Linked DNA regions of Danio rerio: region 2 is linked to region 1. A link is a contact called in public HiCAR-type data. All regions are on one chromosome and are shown on one strand. Each heading gives the region's core, a stretch centred on a gene start, on an enhancer-like site or on the middle of the called end of the contact. The rest is flanking DNA. Distances are from core to core; before and after follow the strand shown.

Region 1 (7,101 bases), core at 2,464-4,963:
AAACGGACGAGTTATAAAAAAAAATTCACCCCGCTCACAGTTCATGAAGGGTAATATTAGCTGTATTAACCAAAATCTTTTTTTGTACCAGGCTGTAAACACCTTTTTTTCTGCTGTAAAGTTGGCCATTCTTACAGTGGGCTCAATTAAAAATTGCAGTTTTAGTTACTTCCGTATTGGCTTCCTGAGGGAGAGCGGGAGGTTGCCGCTTGATTTCAACAAACACAAGCCAAAAAATAACCACAATTGTGACCCTGGAACACAAAACCAGCCTCATGTTACAGGACGATATTTCTGGCATTATGTAATATGTAAAGGCATTATGTAATCATGTCCAGCACTTTAAATTACCATTGTGTATGTGATTGGCCTTGCCTTGTCTAATCTTTAAACAAAATAACTTCCTTCACTTTCAGATTAAGAGACAGAGAAAAATGTGTCATCAAGATTCAACACTTTAACACACCTTTGCCTTTGGTTTCTCCTCTTCTTTGGGCTCTTGGTTTTTGTTCCCCTGCTGTTTCCTGTCCTCTTGAAGAGGTTGAAACTTGGGTCGTGTTTTCTGTTTCTCCTCCTGCATCTTCTGGCTGAAGCCCTCTGGTAGTTCATCTTCATTTACGAAAAACAAAAGGAGGGTTTAGGCTGATGATCGGATTATATTGATGAGCAGATTATGAATTTACAGCTATAAATGTAATCTTTTACCATCTCTGAGGTTAAGACAGAGCCAGTCGAGGGCAGAGTGCAGATCTCCTCCGTACAGCACACTGCTCTTCATGGCCTCCTCGATGTGCTCCGTCTTAAACTGGAACTTCTGCAGGGCTGTGTACAAATCCTGCCAGGCAACAGACCATATCCGGGTTTTTATAATATTCTTGGGTAATAAATTATTTTAATTGATTGATTGATTGCTATTAAAGGTGAAATTGAAATGAATTACCAGTAGCTTTTTGGAGGTGAGTCTCCCGGATATAGGCCCTTTATCTGCATATTCTTGTCTGTAATCGTTGATCAACTTGATCACCTTCTTCTCCAGTTCTGGTTGGATAATAACCTTCAAGACGTGGAAAAATAAAATAAATAAATACATTTTTAATTTAAAACTAATATTTCCAGTAAGAAAAGTAATACTGTCAAAATAGTATTATTAATAGCAATAAATGTGAAATATTATTACTAATGTCACAATTATTTGCATTTCATCTGATGCTTATTAAGAGATGGTAATTTATTTATGTGGAAAACTTGGAAGACTTTTTAATATGTGATAATTTGCTGAATTAAAATTGACATAATTATAAGATAAAATATTGTTTTGACGGCAATAATGAAAATCCTATTGAATCTATTTAAGATTGTATTCAAGTCTAAATATATTTATTTAAGATAATATTTTTATTTATTATCCATGTAAAATTTGACTCCACATAAGATATGAAAAAAGAACACAAATAAATGTATAAATAGTAAAAACAATTAAATTGCAAATGTAAAATTCTTTGTTTAGTCAACCAATTCCAGATTTGGGACATTTATTTAAATTAAAGACCCAAAGACTTTTTTTTTCACATGATCCTAAATCGAGGCGACGCAGTAGGTATTGCTGTCGCCTCACAGCAAGAAGGTCGCTGGTTCGAGCCTCGGCTGAGTCAGTTGGCATTTCTGTGTGGAGTTTGCATGTTCTCCATGTGTTCGCGTGGGTTTCCTCCAGATGCTCTGGTTTTCCTCACTGTCCAAAGACATGTGATACAGGTGAATTGGGTAGGCTAAATTGTCAGTAGTATATGAGTGTGAATGGGTGTGTATGGATGTTTCCCAGAGATGGGTTGCAGCTGGATCCGCTGCGTGAAACATATGCTGGATAAGTTGGCGGTTCATTCCGCTGTGGTGACCCCGGATTAATAAAGCGACTAAGCCAAAAAGAAAATGAATGAATCAATGATCCTAATTCATTCTAATACTCTGATTTGCTCCTCAAAAAACATTTTATTCATTCAATAATTTTATTTTTATTTTATTACTTTCAATGGGGTTTTAACAAACATAAGAAAGATTAAAAGTGAATAAAATGTCTGGTTCAGTGTTTTTTTTTTTATTTTTTTTATTTAAAAGGTCAAAATATGAGTGAAATAATAGAATCCTTCAGGTACATTCAAAACCAACTGTACTTATTTTTCTAACCCGTATGATTTAAAAAAAAAAGTTTTGATTTTACTGCAAATGTCACATCCATAATGCTGGAATTGGTCTTATATAAATGCATTGTACTATAATATTTGCATACAAAACAATAAAAACTAGTGGTTAGTGGACAATAGCATAGCATAAAGTTATTAAATGACAATTCATTAGTATTTTGGAGCTACAGTGTGATCCCTAAATAAAGTATTTTATTTGCATAAAATTTTAAATAAGTGACAAGATTTTTTGCCATATGAACTATTGGTATACTGAATGACAATTTACTTTGCATCTTCTATAAAACATATCAAGGAAAAACCATGAATGGTTATGACTCACCTTCAGGATTGATTTATCAGATCCACTGTTTGTGTCAGTCTGTGCATTCGCGTTAAGACCGTATGTTTTGGGAGCTTCAAAATAAAAAAAGAAAACATAAAATTCTGATTCATTTAATTCAAATCAATTGATTCACTGCATCTGATTTGAGTCTTCAATGTTTATTTGAGTCGTAAGAATCAAACTCCTCAGGCAATAAGTAATGCAAGTTGTCAAATGAAGTCTGACCTCTGGGTTTGTTTTCTTTAGAGGTTGTTTTCTCGTTATTTGGTCTCTGCTGCTGTTGTTTTTTACCGGTGGATTCAGACGCTGCATTGGTTGCAGTAACAGCAGCAGCAGCAGCCGGTTGAGCACTCGATGAAACTGCAGCAGACTTCTTTTTCTTTCCACCCATAGCGAAAACAATCAGCTTACCTGTCTGTTACTGACCAATACAATCCACATTTCTGTAAATAAAACTGTTTAGGTGAAAAATGATAAAGCAGAGTGTGCTCACTAAAGCCAACTGTACTCAAACCTGTCAAACCTGTGAACCATGAAACTACAGATGCTGCTTTCAAAATAAGAGTTCAGCGAAAACTGTTGGATGAATTTTTTTTGTTGACCTTTCGAGACGTTTTTTACTGTTTTTTTATGTTGGCATTATAACCAATTAAAAAAAATTGCAGTTTTATTGCAGAACAAACTTCACAAACAGCTGTAAAATGATAAAAACAAACTGAACATATTATATGCAATATTAAAATAGAATCTACATAAAATGAATAAATATGCATGATACATGAACAATAAAGCATATTAAAAAATATATATATATATAAACAGTACATGTACGTTTATATCGATTTATTACTAACAGATAATGAATAATAATTAAATTCAAAATCATTGTATAAATCCAAAAAGATGCATTTTAATTATTACATTGATATTATCCTAATAGCTTGTGTAATAGAACAAGTCAGCTTTATCTGTTCATTTGTAAACATAAAAATTAGAAATTGAGAATTATTTAATGAAGAGTAATTAACTTCCAAACTTAAAAACACAACGGTTATTCTTTAAATTAATATATATTTTGAATGTTTGGTTTAATCCTATGGGTTTAATCACTTGGACTTTTACCATAGCCTATTTTACACGATCATTCGGCCGCACATCATTTCCGGCACGCGGCCTGCGCATCGCACTCTGGGATTTGTGTCTGTTTGAAGACATGGCGGACGCCTTTGGAGACGATTTGTTCAGCGTGTTTGATGAAGAACAGGCCGGTTCCAGCAAAAAGGCCGCTCCAAAGTCCGCAGCTAATGCAGGGTAGGTGAACGGTCGCGAATTCGGTATGATTTGCAGAACAGAGCTACAGTTATTGCAGTTTCCTCTGGTTACACTAAACACATGTGACGCGCACTCAGAGATCAATAAACGCAAGAGAATCATAAAAAGTCATTTGCTTCTACCTTTTATTCGTTGGAAGATAAGAGTTGGATGAGTTTTCTTTCGTTTGTGATGCTTCAAAGCGCTTATATAAACGTGCTTCCCCAACATCCTACATTGACATAAGGCAATACCATAATATGACCATTCAATCAAACGTAAGCACAAACATATCTGATTTGCTTATTATTTGTCTGTCTATCAATATGTTTCACTCTACATTTGTTCATTTGTCTTTTTATGTGTATAGTTTCTGTTTGTCTGTCTATCACATGTAAAGAGACAGTTCAGTCAAGAATGGAAATCCCACAATCTTTTTCTAAATCTTTATTTTTTTCTGTTAAACCCCGAAGAAGATGGTTTAAAGAATGTTGGAAAGTATCCGCCATTAGCTTCCATAGTATTATATAATCCCTTCTGTAGTATTATACAGTCCCAAACAGTTTTGGAGCAACATGAGGGTGAGTAAACAGTAAGTTTTCTGTTTTGGGTGAACTATCGCTTTAACATGGAAAATGTTTGAAGACTATCCAGAATGTCCTACTGACTGATTTGTTCTGGTTTAGTTGAGCACTGAGTGGACATCGAGTGAGACTTTCGTTATATTTTATGTAATAGGAAAACGCCTGATAAAGCTGGCAAACCACAGGGAGATTCAGCATCTTTGCGCAAAAGAGATGCTGATGATGATGGTCCTGATGAGATGCTGCTGGGGAAAAGGCAAAAGCTGGAAACGGTGTCAGCGGAGGAGATCAAGTAAGTTTAGTTTACTTCTGAAATTCATCATATGGCCCATTTACACTTAGTAATAAGGTTTAGTGTGCTTTTATGGCCGTTTACACTGTCAAAAGGTACCTAAAAGTGAACCGTACCGCACCACTTTTTTGGCCCGTTTCCACTGAGTGGTACGGTACAGTATGGTTTGGTTTGGTACGCTATTATGGCCGTTACCACTGTCAAAAGGCGTACCGAACCAAACCCTACCGTTCCACTTTTTCGGGACCCTTTCGAAAGGGTCCCAAACTGCAGAAAGGGTCCCAAAAGGTGGAGCTACACGCGCAGCTGAACGCTATTGGTTTACAGAGATGCGTCATTCATAGACTCAACAAGCCAGAATGTAAACAAAGGACCCGCCATGTTTCAAATACACAGCGAGAGATTACAGCGGAATTATAAATACATATGCAACCATGGTCGATCCTGCAAACAAACCCTGTCGTCGTCATGATAAAAAGCCACATAGCCATGGAGAAGAGCAGATTCACCCTGTGCCGCGTTGTTTTTAACGAGCCAGTCTGAAGCCCGAGTGGTTTCACTTTCTTTCTTGTGCTCGCCGCCCATCTCTATCTGAAATAACAAACTTCTTGATCTGATAATAATAGCATGCATTTGATTATTGACAAGCTTTGGAAACCCGATCCTGTGAGAAGCTGACAAACGCGAGAGTGACATATTCAGAAAGAAAAGGACAATCGCGAGAGTGGAGCACAAGAAAAAAGCCGAATCCAAGGAGCACGTTATTTCCTCAGCAAACGTGAACAAACTGCTTTGTTTTAATCTTTATTATCACCTTTTGGACTAATATGAACTAAGAATGACTCTCTAACAGAAGCTTCATGTGCTGCTGAAGATTATAGACTCAGATGAGAGGTTTTCGCTGACTGTAGGCTATACTTTGTGTTGTTTTGAGCCTAATTAACGACGAAATGTCTGCTTTGATTAGTTCTTCTGTAGTTGGTAACATATCGGAGACTGTAAGGGTCTGTATGTGTTCATATATGTTAATTTATTTATTTATTTAATATAATTATATATAATATATTATAATAGACGTTACAGTAGGCTATTTCGCACCGTCATTGATCTGCAGTTATAATCAACTCCTGTTTATAGAAAAGTTATAGAAAAGTTAGTAATAAACATTCCTACACAAGTATTTATGTGTGTAAAGCATCTGCTTTGTGAGAAGTGCTTTTTATATGATATGTGAATGACCTGTGCAGCTTTATTGTAGACATTTTCACGAGCGAAAATGACGTAGACTGAAATTTTGTCATACACCACGCCCACCAAAAGGGTACCCTTGGTAGTGGAAACGCAAGCCTGATAAAGGTGACCCGTACCGACCCGTACCGTACTGTACCAGTCAGTGGAAACAAGCCATTTGGGAACCCTTTTGGAAGGGTACCTAGCACAACAAAAGTGTACCAAAAGGTGGAGCTAGACGTGCAGCTGAACACTATTGGTTTACAGAGATTTGTCTGTTGCGTGTGCACAAGCCAGGAGAATGATTACAAAGGAAGCGCCATTTTTAAATACACCGCTGATAAATTACACTGTAATAATATATACATTTAGTAACGAGCCGAGGTTTACCCGAGCTCAAACAAACTTTGTCTTGATGAGCAGCTACAACGCCATGAAGAAGAGCAGAATCTACCCTGTGCCCTTTTGTTGTTTACAATGCCATCTAAAGTGTGAGTTGTTTCACTTTCCCGCGCTAGCCGCATGTCTATATTTAAAATAACAAACTTCTTAACCTGATGATAATATTGTGCGCGTGATTATTAAAGTGCTTCTGACATCCGATCCTTTCAGAAACAGATAAACGTGAGAGTGAAGTGAAAAAACAAAGGAGAAGTCCGAAAAAACAAATTATTCTTTCAGCAACCAAAAAACATGAACAAACTGTCATGAGGTTACATGTTCTGGTGAAGATTTAAGACACTGTTGAGAGGTTTGCACTGACTGTGAGCTATATTTGTGTTGTTTTTAAACCCAAAAAAGGACTAAATATATGTTGTGTGAGAATGACATCGACTGAAACTTTCCACTCCCCATTGGTACCCTTTTGGCTGTGGAAGCGCAAGCCTGATAAAGGTGACCTGTACCGACCCGTACCGTACTGGACCACTCAGTGAAAACAGGCCAATAGTGTATTAACTTGACACTTAGGCTATACTGGTTAAAATGAAAGTAGAAGGTGCTTTTGAAACTATCTGCTATTAAAGTAAATCAATGTTGATTGTTTTATTTATTTTAATAATGACTTTAAATGGTGTTGGATGTTTACAAAGGGGCCATCTTCATCAATTATTTTACCACCTCCACCTTTTGGCAAAAATCCGACAAGCTGTCACAGCTACC
Region 2 (7,146 bases), core at 1,619-4,118, 190 kb after region 1:
TTATTAATAAAATCATATGGAATGGCAAAGACTCCTGCAGGACTCCCAGAACTCCCTTTTTTATTTATCTTCAATCTCTCCTCCTTCATTTTACCCCAGACATGGTCAATAATGTTCATGTCTGGTGACTGGGCTGGCCAACCCTGGAGCATCTAGACCTTTGCTGCTTTCAGTAACTTTGGTGTGGAGGCTGAAGTATGAGAAGGAGCTCTATCCTGCTGAAGAATTTGCCCTCTCCTATAGTTTGCAATGTAATGGGCAGCACAAATGTCTTGATACCTCAGGCTGTTAATAAGGCCATCCACTCTGCAGATCTCTCACACGCCTCCATACTGAATGTAACCCTAAACCATGATTTTTTCATCACCAAACTTGACAGAATTCTATGGGTCCATGCGGGTTCCAACAGGTCTTTTGGAGTATTTGTGATGATTGGGGTGCAGTTTAACAGACGATTCATCAGAAATATCTACCTTCTGCCACTTTTCCAAATGATCAACTAGAAGTCAAGTTATTATTTGTTGCTATAACAAAAGGAATCAACAAGATTTTTGTCAGGTAGTGTAGTTTTCAGTGTGAATGCAAAATCTGAATGTCCACTTTGATCGTATTTGTGAAAGAATTATTAGATATAGTCGAGTTATTGTCATTTAAGAATAATCGCTGATTCGGCCTACATAATATCAGCTTGATTATGTTACAATATACATGAATTGTAAATCACAATGAATGCTGGGATGCAAGATTCAGGCAATTTATCTTGCATGGACAAAAACATTAGGTGAAAAAGCTTCATTTCAGCCTTCTAGGTAGTAGTTTCAAACCATCCAGTTAAAATGCAGTGTTAATAGTACTTATTATGTACTATTCTTTTTAAGTATGCTTTGATAATGCTAATATCGCCCAAATCCCACACTTTAACCTTTAATCTCCATTTAGATTAGAAGATTTAGATAAGCCTCTGGAAATGCCTGTATGTATTGTCAGGGAATTAGCACTGATTTGTTTCAGTGCTGCATACTGCACAACAAACACCTATAGACTGCTGCGAACACTCCAGATGCTCCAAAAACAGGACAAGAAATTGTTATTCAGATTAATAAGCTTCAGTTTGTGCATGAAACAAAGTGGGCATTAGTGTAAGAGAAGAAACGATGAAATAATCAGAGAGCATAAGTTTAATAAGGCATTACCATTACAAACTCATCAGTAAGGCAAAATGAAGTGGGGGCTGAAATTCAAATTGGGTTTTTATTTAAAGCTCCCCTTGTCCGAAAGAAGTCCGAGGTCTAGACGGCCAGCAGGTGAATTCAGCCAGTGTTTTCAGAATAAAGATTAAAAGAATAAAATAACTACTTTAACTAGCATTGCATCCTACGCTTTGAGCAATACCCATCATCCTGTTAGCGCAGAGGAAGCAGATTCAGTTTGGCAGACAGCCCAACTGTTAAAAAGTAAAACGGTGTTTATCTGTAGGAATTCCTGAGAAGCTTTGAAGGATGTTTTAATTTGCACTTCCTTCTTCAGACCAAATGATATAATCAAAGGTTAAAACAGTAAGGAAGAATATTTGTGTACTTTGAAATGTGATAAAATCAATATTATTTTATCTTTTTTTAAGCGTAGGTACTTATTAATCAATTCCTCTGTACACAACCTCAAAGGTTTGATGTCAGTGAGAGTTTATTTTACTTTTAAATATAAAATAATTATTATTTTTATTAAAAGGATACATTTAATTGATCTGTACAAATTAATCAAAAAGAAAAAAAAAATTGAACTGTTTCAACACTCATGCTTCTTAATCACTAAATCTTTGGGTGACACTGAAAACTGGAGTAATGCTGCTAAAATTCAGCGTTGACTTTTAGAAATACATTTTATTTTCAATTACAATAACTGTATTACTAAAAAATACTAAATATTGTAATAATTTTGAAATCTCATAATATATAAGTAATTTCTTCTAACAAACAAGTGGAGCGTTCTAAAACATATTATAAATCTTACAAACCTCAAACTTTTGAACAGTAGCATGTGGATAACTCATAGATAACTTTCTGAGATGTCTGAAAGCATCTTGACAGATGTTCAAGCTTTCCTTCTTACAGCTCGCGGATACAAACTGACTTATTTATATAAGCTTGCAGGTAATATTTGAAAGTCTGTAGTCACACACTTGGCTACAAAAAGTTATTTCCCCTGTTATTGGCCTGGAAGAAAGAAACAGTTCATTTAACACACTACTGATCTTACTGTAGAGCAACATTTTGTTGCACGATATGGGGTAAGCTGTCTAAATGAACCAGAAGGACTTTGTAGCTAAATTAAAACAATTATAAATCACAGATTTATGCATGAAACCGAAAAACTGTGAAAGATTAAGCAGACTACACTCAAATGTCAAATGAGTAAACACCATGTGACTGATTCCTTTCAGTTGACATTTTTTGCAAAGAAAAAAAAAACTGAATGATGACTGTTTATGTTCACTTTGTTTACATGCTATAACATTATTTAACATTACATTTTAAATTTGAACCCCCCAAAATAATAATTTAACACCAAAAGGTGTTGGAAAACATTTAAGCCATTTATAAAGAATTTAACTTTTAAAACATTAAAATACGTCCCTTTTGACAACTTCCTCGTCTGACAGCTATATTCAATAACTACTCATAACAGTATTCAAGCATGACTAAAAGGATGACTAGTTGGACCACCACTGCTCTACTCTGCATCTGGTGCCATGAATGAGATGAATGTCTTACCATCATCCGGGAGAAGAAGAGATGCAGCGCGTGTTTCAGTGGTCAGACAGTCCTCCAGAGCAGCGCGCCGTGTGCTGGATCAGCATGCGGCGTAGAGTGAGCGGAGAAGCGGTGAACCACTCTGTGTTTCTTTCCCGGCGAAACCGGATCCTCCGGTCCACCCCACCCCTCATCAGCCTCCGCCTCCAGCGCGCGCATAAAGGGAGCGTTGTTACCTGCAGAATCCGACACACTCCTGACGCCCCGCACGCTCCTCTGGGAGGAGAAACTTATTTATTTGCAGCATTTGTTCCGTCGGGCGACAGTTGGTCCTCTTTGACTCTCTTAGTAGCCTGTATAAAATATTGTCATGCAGTCTTTTAAATGAAGCTGTTTATAAAACCACCCGCAATTAATTCAAAATTACTTACACAGGAAAACGCTGACAGTTGCCTACAACAACCTACAAATACACACACCTATTTTTTTTTCTTCAGTAGCATAGTTCTTTGTGGTAATTGATGTGCTATTTAGCACAGCTAAGTGTCTCTCGGTTATTTAGCTCGTAATCATATGTATTTGTTCTTCTTTAGTGGTTCTTTGGAGTGGTGCTACAGCAGCACTTATATGATTACAAGCCAAAGAACCAAGTTTTGTGCTATTTAGCATAAAATATTTTGTGTGTCACATGCTGATTTGAAGTGATATGGACTAATTTAATTTTGGACTCAGTTATCCAATTAGTTTATTGCATTTCTCTACTAATGAAAATAAATCAATATGTGCATGTAAAAGGAAATATTATGAATGGAGCTGACTTTTTTTTTTGTTTAAGAGTTTTCATAGGTGCAAAACAAAGTTATGGATGCATACATTTGGGGGAATTTGTCCTGGAAAAAGGAGTTTCCTCTCAGATCTGCAACATTGCTGCATTGACAAACAGAAAGCTGCTTAGTTTGAAATTCACTTCTGTGTGAGCAGACTATTAACACCAAACCATAAAGACAACCTTAACACCATTACAAAAGACAATGAACTTTTATTGCCTTAATTTTTCCTTTTATTTATAAAATGCTTCCAACTCTTAATGGGATACTCCATCCAAAAAACAGAAAGTTCTCGTGAGAGTGCAACTAAAATTGTGTACGGTCCTACATTTGTACTTAAATTTTGTTTGCTTTAGAAAACAACATTTAATATAGTTTTAATGTGATGAAATTCGGACATGCTACATCCATTATGTGGTCATTATCACAAGCTCTTACTGTCATTTGCATCGCTTCACTTCCATTCATAAAACTTCTTCATCTGGCCCATGGGAAGTTAAATCACAGAATGTGCACTTTGGTGGAAGAAGTGGGTCATCTGTGTACTTCTGTTTGCAAATACTATGAATTAGTAGATATTTCTGACTTACTGACTGATTCTCGCTTTGAAAGCCACAGCCACACTAGACTTAACCACAAACACGTCATGCTCTTTTCTTAACAAATACACATTAAAAAAAAAAAGATAATAATTTGTAACAAATTCAAAATGTAAACATATGATACTTCCTCTTGGGATGAAGGCTTAAGGTTTGATTTTCATTTATGGTTCAAGAGTTAATAGGAATAAATCCCGGACGAGCCCCCACATGTTATGATCTTAATCGTTTGGTTTATATGGCGGTTTAACAGGTTAAACCTGCAGATTTGCAGTATGTGGTTTTAATCCAGCTAAGAGCCCAAATATTTATCTTCCACTGCTCGCACGCCTTCACATCACACAAATTTGCAGGTTAGCATTCAGCATATTTGAACTTTGAAATGCAGCAAATTTTGTATAACCTTCCAAATCCCGAATATTAATGGAAAACATTGTTTTAAGAAAAACTCAAGTCTTTAGAATATCAATCACTAAAACTATATAATTCGACATAACCATGTTACTAAGTGTTACATGTTACTACATGTTACTAACCATGTTACATTTGGTGGCACTGCAATAAGCAATAGTTTGGCACTGCAATAAGCAACTGCAGAAGCAATAGTTTGTTATTTAATATCCTTGAAATAAACTACAATGGATTACCATTAGATTACTGTTAACTTTAAGAGATGAAGCTGTTTGCATTATATCGACTTACAAAGACATACTGTTTGAGTTCTCAGAAAAAAAAATGTCCATGTACATTTGATGGCACAAGTGTACATGAGTGAACTGTCATTTAGTCATTTAGGCCAGGGGTTCCCAAACTTTTCAGCCCGCGACCCCCAAAATAACAATGCCAGTGACTCGCAACCCCCAATATCCTCTGAGGTGGTTATAAATACAGAAACCTTGCATGCAATGACGCAGACACACCAATTAAATTTGTGTCAGTGCTTAAAATGTGCCAGAAAGTATAACCTGATGTTATAAAATCAAAATGCATCTGACGCTATTGCTGCCTTTAATATAATGTAATTACCCCAGGGGTCGCAATCCAATAGAACTAGTAACTATAATCTACTATAGTAACTATATAGTATTTAGTAACAATAAACGACTATTTTTATTTTCACTGTAGTTATGGATAAATTATGTTAATTCTTATGGTTTAATAAAAATAAATAGATTTTAGGAAATCACCAGGCGACCCCTTTTCATTGCCCCGCGACACCTCGGAGGGTCCCGACCCCCACTTTGAGAAGCACTGATTTAGGCTACATTTTACTCTTCTATAAGATAGTTTCTTAATCACAGCACTCAAATTCTGTTGTTTTTTACATTTTATGAAATACTTTAAGAAATTATTCCATTAGGGTGTCATGGTGATGCAGTGGGTAGCATGATCGCCTCACAGCAAGAATGTCACTGGTTTGAGCCCAGGGTAAGTCAGTTTGCATGGCTGTGTAGAGTTTGCATATTCTCCCTGTGTTTGCGCGGGTTTCCTCCTCCGGGTGTTCCGGTGTCCCCCACAGATCCAAAGACATACGCTATAGGTGAATTAAATAAACTAAATTGGCCATAAGAACGAAAATTGGCCAACGAATGAAATTATTCCATTGTTATTTATGAAATTATTCAAGCATCTTGTTATTTTACATACTATTTCTACACAGTAACAGATTCACTGAGATGAGGACTCTGGTCTGTATGCACTCCATTCATACCAGTTCACAGACAGAACAGTTGAAGCTATTCATCCCATGCTGTTGAGGACTATTTTGGGTTTTACCCTGTTTGGATGTATTGCGATGGCAATGCTTTCTCAGACTAGTCACTAGATAGGCTTATATTTTCTAAGGCAAATAGTTGGCAGCAACATTTGTATGACCTTAGTTTTTGCAAATGCTACACTGATTCAACTGGAAACAATGTGTACAACAGAAAAGTTCCCAAGCACACGTTTTGTTTTCTCAAAAAGCTAAACAGCGCCTCCTGCTGACAAGTAAAAGGTAACAAATACATTTTCATCCATAAATGCAACACCCTAATACTGGTTTTCAATCCTGTTTAAGTAAATATGTCATATAAAAAGCACATTTTACGACTTTGGATTACATTTCTCTTAAATGAAAGTGCTATATTTTAAGGTAATTTTACTCTTTGTGTTTTTTACATACTGTAAAATTGATTTGCAATGAAAACAATGAAAGACATGCTACATACAGAGGTTTTACTCTTTCAATGTAAACATTGCTTGATTTGCAGCTTTGCCACACACCCTGTAATATATACCACTAACAAACAGCAAACGTATATGCTCAATAGAAAGCACAAATCAACTGCACAAAGCTTTTCACATCCCTGAGAACTCAGACTGGAGCTGAAAAAAGGGTTGAAAGGCTGTAAAGGGTTTCAAAGGTCGACCACAGAATTGGATAATTTATGTTAGTTGATCTCCAGCCAGTGTCTTTACTACAAAATGTGAGATATGAGAGTCGTGGCATTTGGTTGGGTTGGTTCAGTTGGTTAGTGCTGTAACTTGGTAACATGCATGCTTATAAAGAGAGAGAGAGAGAAGCACAAGCAAGTTAAGTTTGAAGGAAAGTTACATTATTGTACCCCACTGACTTTCATTGTATGGAAGAAAATAACCATTGAGACTTTTCAAAGCCTTTTCATTATGTGTACCACAATAATAATAAAAGAAAAATTGGTAGAGGTTTGGAACAGAATGAAGGTCATCACTAGGCCCACATGGAATTATATTAGGCAAGGCAAGCTTATTTATATAGCACATTTCATACACAGTGGCAATTCAAAGTGCTTTACATAAACAAGAATAAAAAAAGACAAGTATAAGAAAATAAACAAATAATAAAAATTATTAAAAACAGGTTGTGTTAAATGTGTTAAAACAGGTTATAAAAGAATGAAATTGAAAAGAAAGACACAATTGTGCGACCTGTCGGACATAGCACAGTGC

The links. HiCAR-type assays count read pairs that join an accessible place to other places.
Region 2: a HiCAR-type map of caudal fin shows a contact between it and region 1, with 7 times the contacts expected there. The contact joins the promoter of csgalnact1a here to the promoter of mtrex in region 1. A contact is called at or near these places in 2 of 18 Hi-C or Micro-C datasets (caudal fin and hematopoietic stem cells) and 1 of 4 datasets of contacts at active chromatin or transcription factors (caudal fin).

The regions. Positions count from the first base shown.
Region 1 is chr10:8,746,889-8,753,989 of GRCz12tu, forward strand. mtrex (Mtr4 exosome RNA helicase) reads left to right here and starts at 3,714. Exons shown (of 27, transcript NM_214768.1): 1 at 3,714-3,834; 2 at 4,573-4,710. The coding sequence starts at 3,737. It overlaps dhx29 (DEAH (Asp-Glu-Ala-His) box polypeptide 29), which reads right to left and starts at 3,057. Exons shown (of 27, transcript XR_012386103.1): 1 at 2,749-3,057; 2 at 2,521-2,594; 3 at 941-1,054; 4 at 706-835; 5 at 467-609.
Region 2 is chr10:8,940,278-8,947,423 of GRCz12tu, forward strand. It overlaps csgalnact1a (chondroitin sulfate N-acetylgalactosaminyltransferase 1a), which reads right to left and starts at 2,869. Exons shown (of 8, transcript XM_001333443.9): 1 at 2,772-2,869.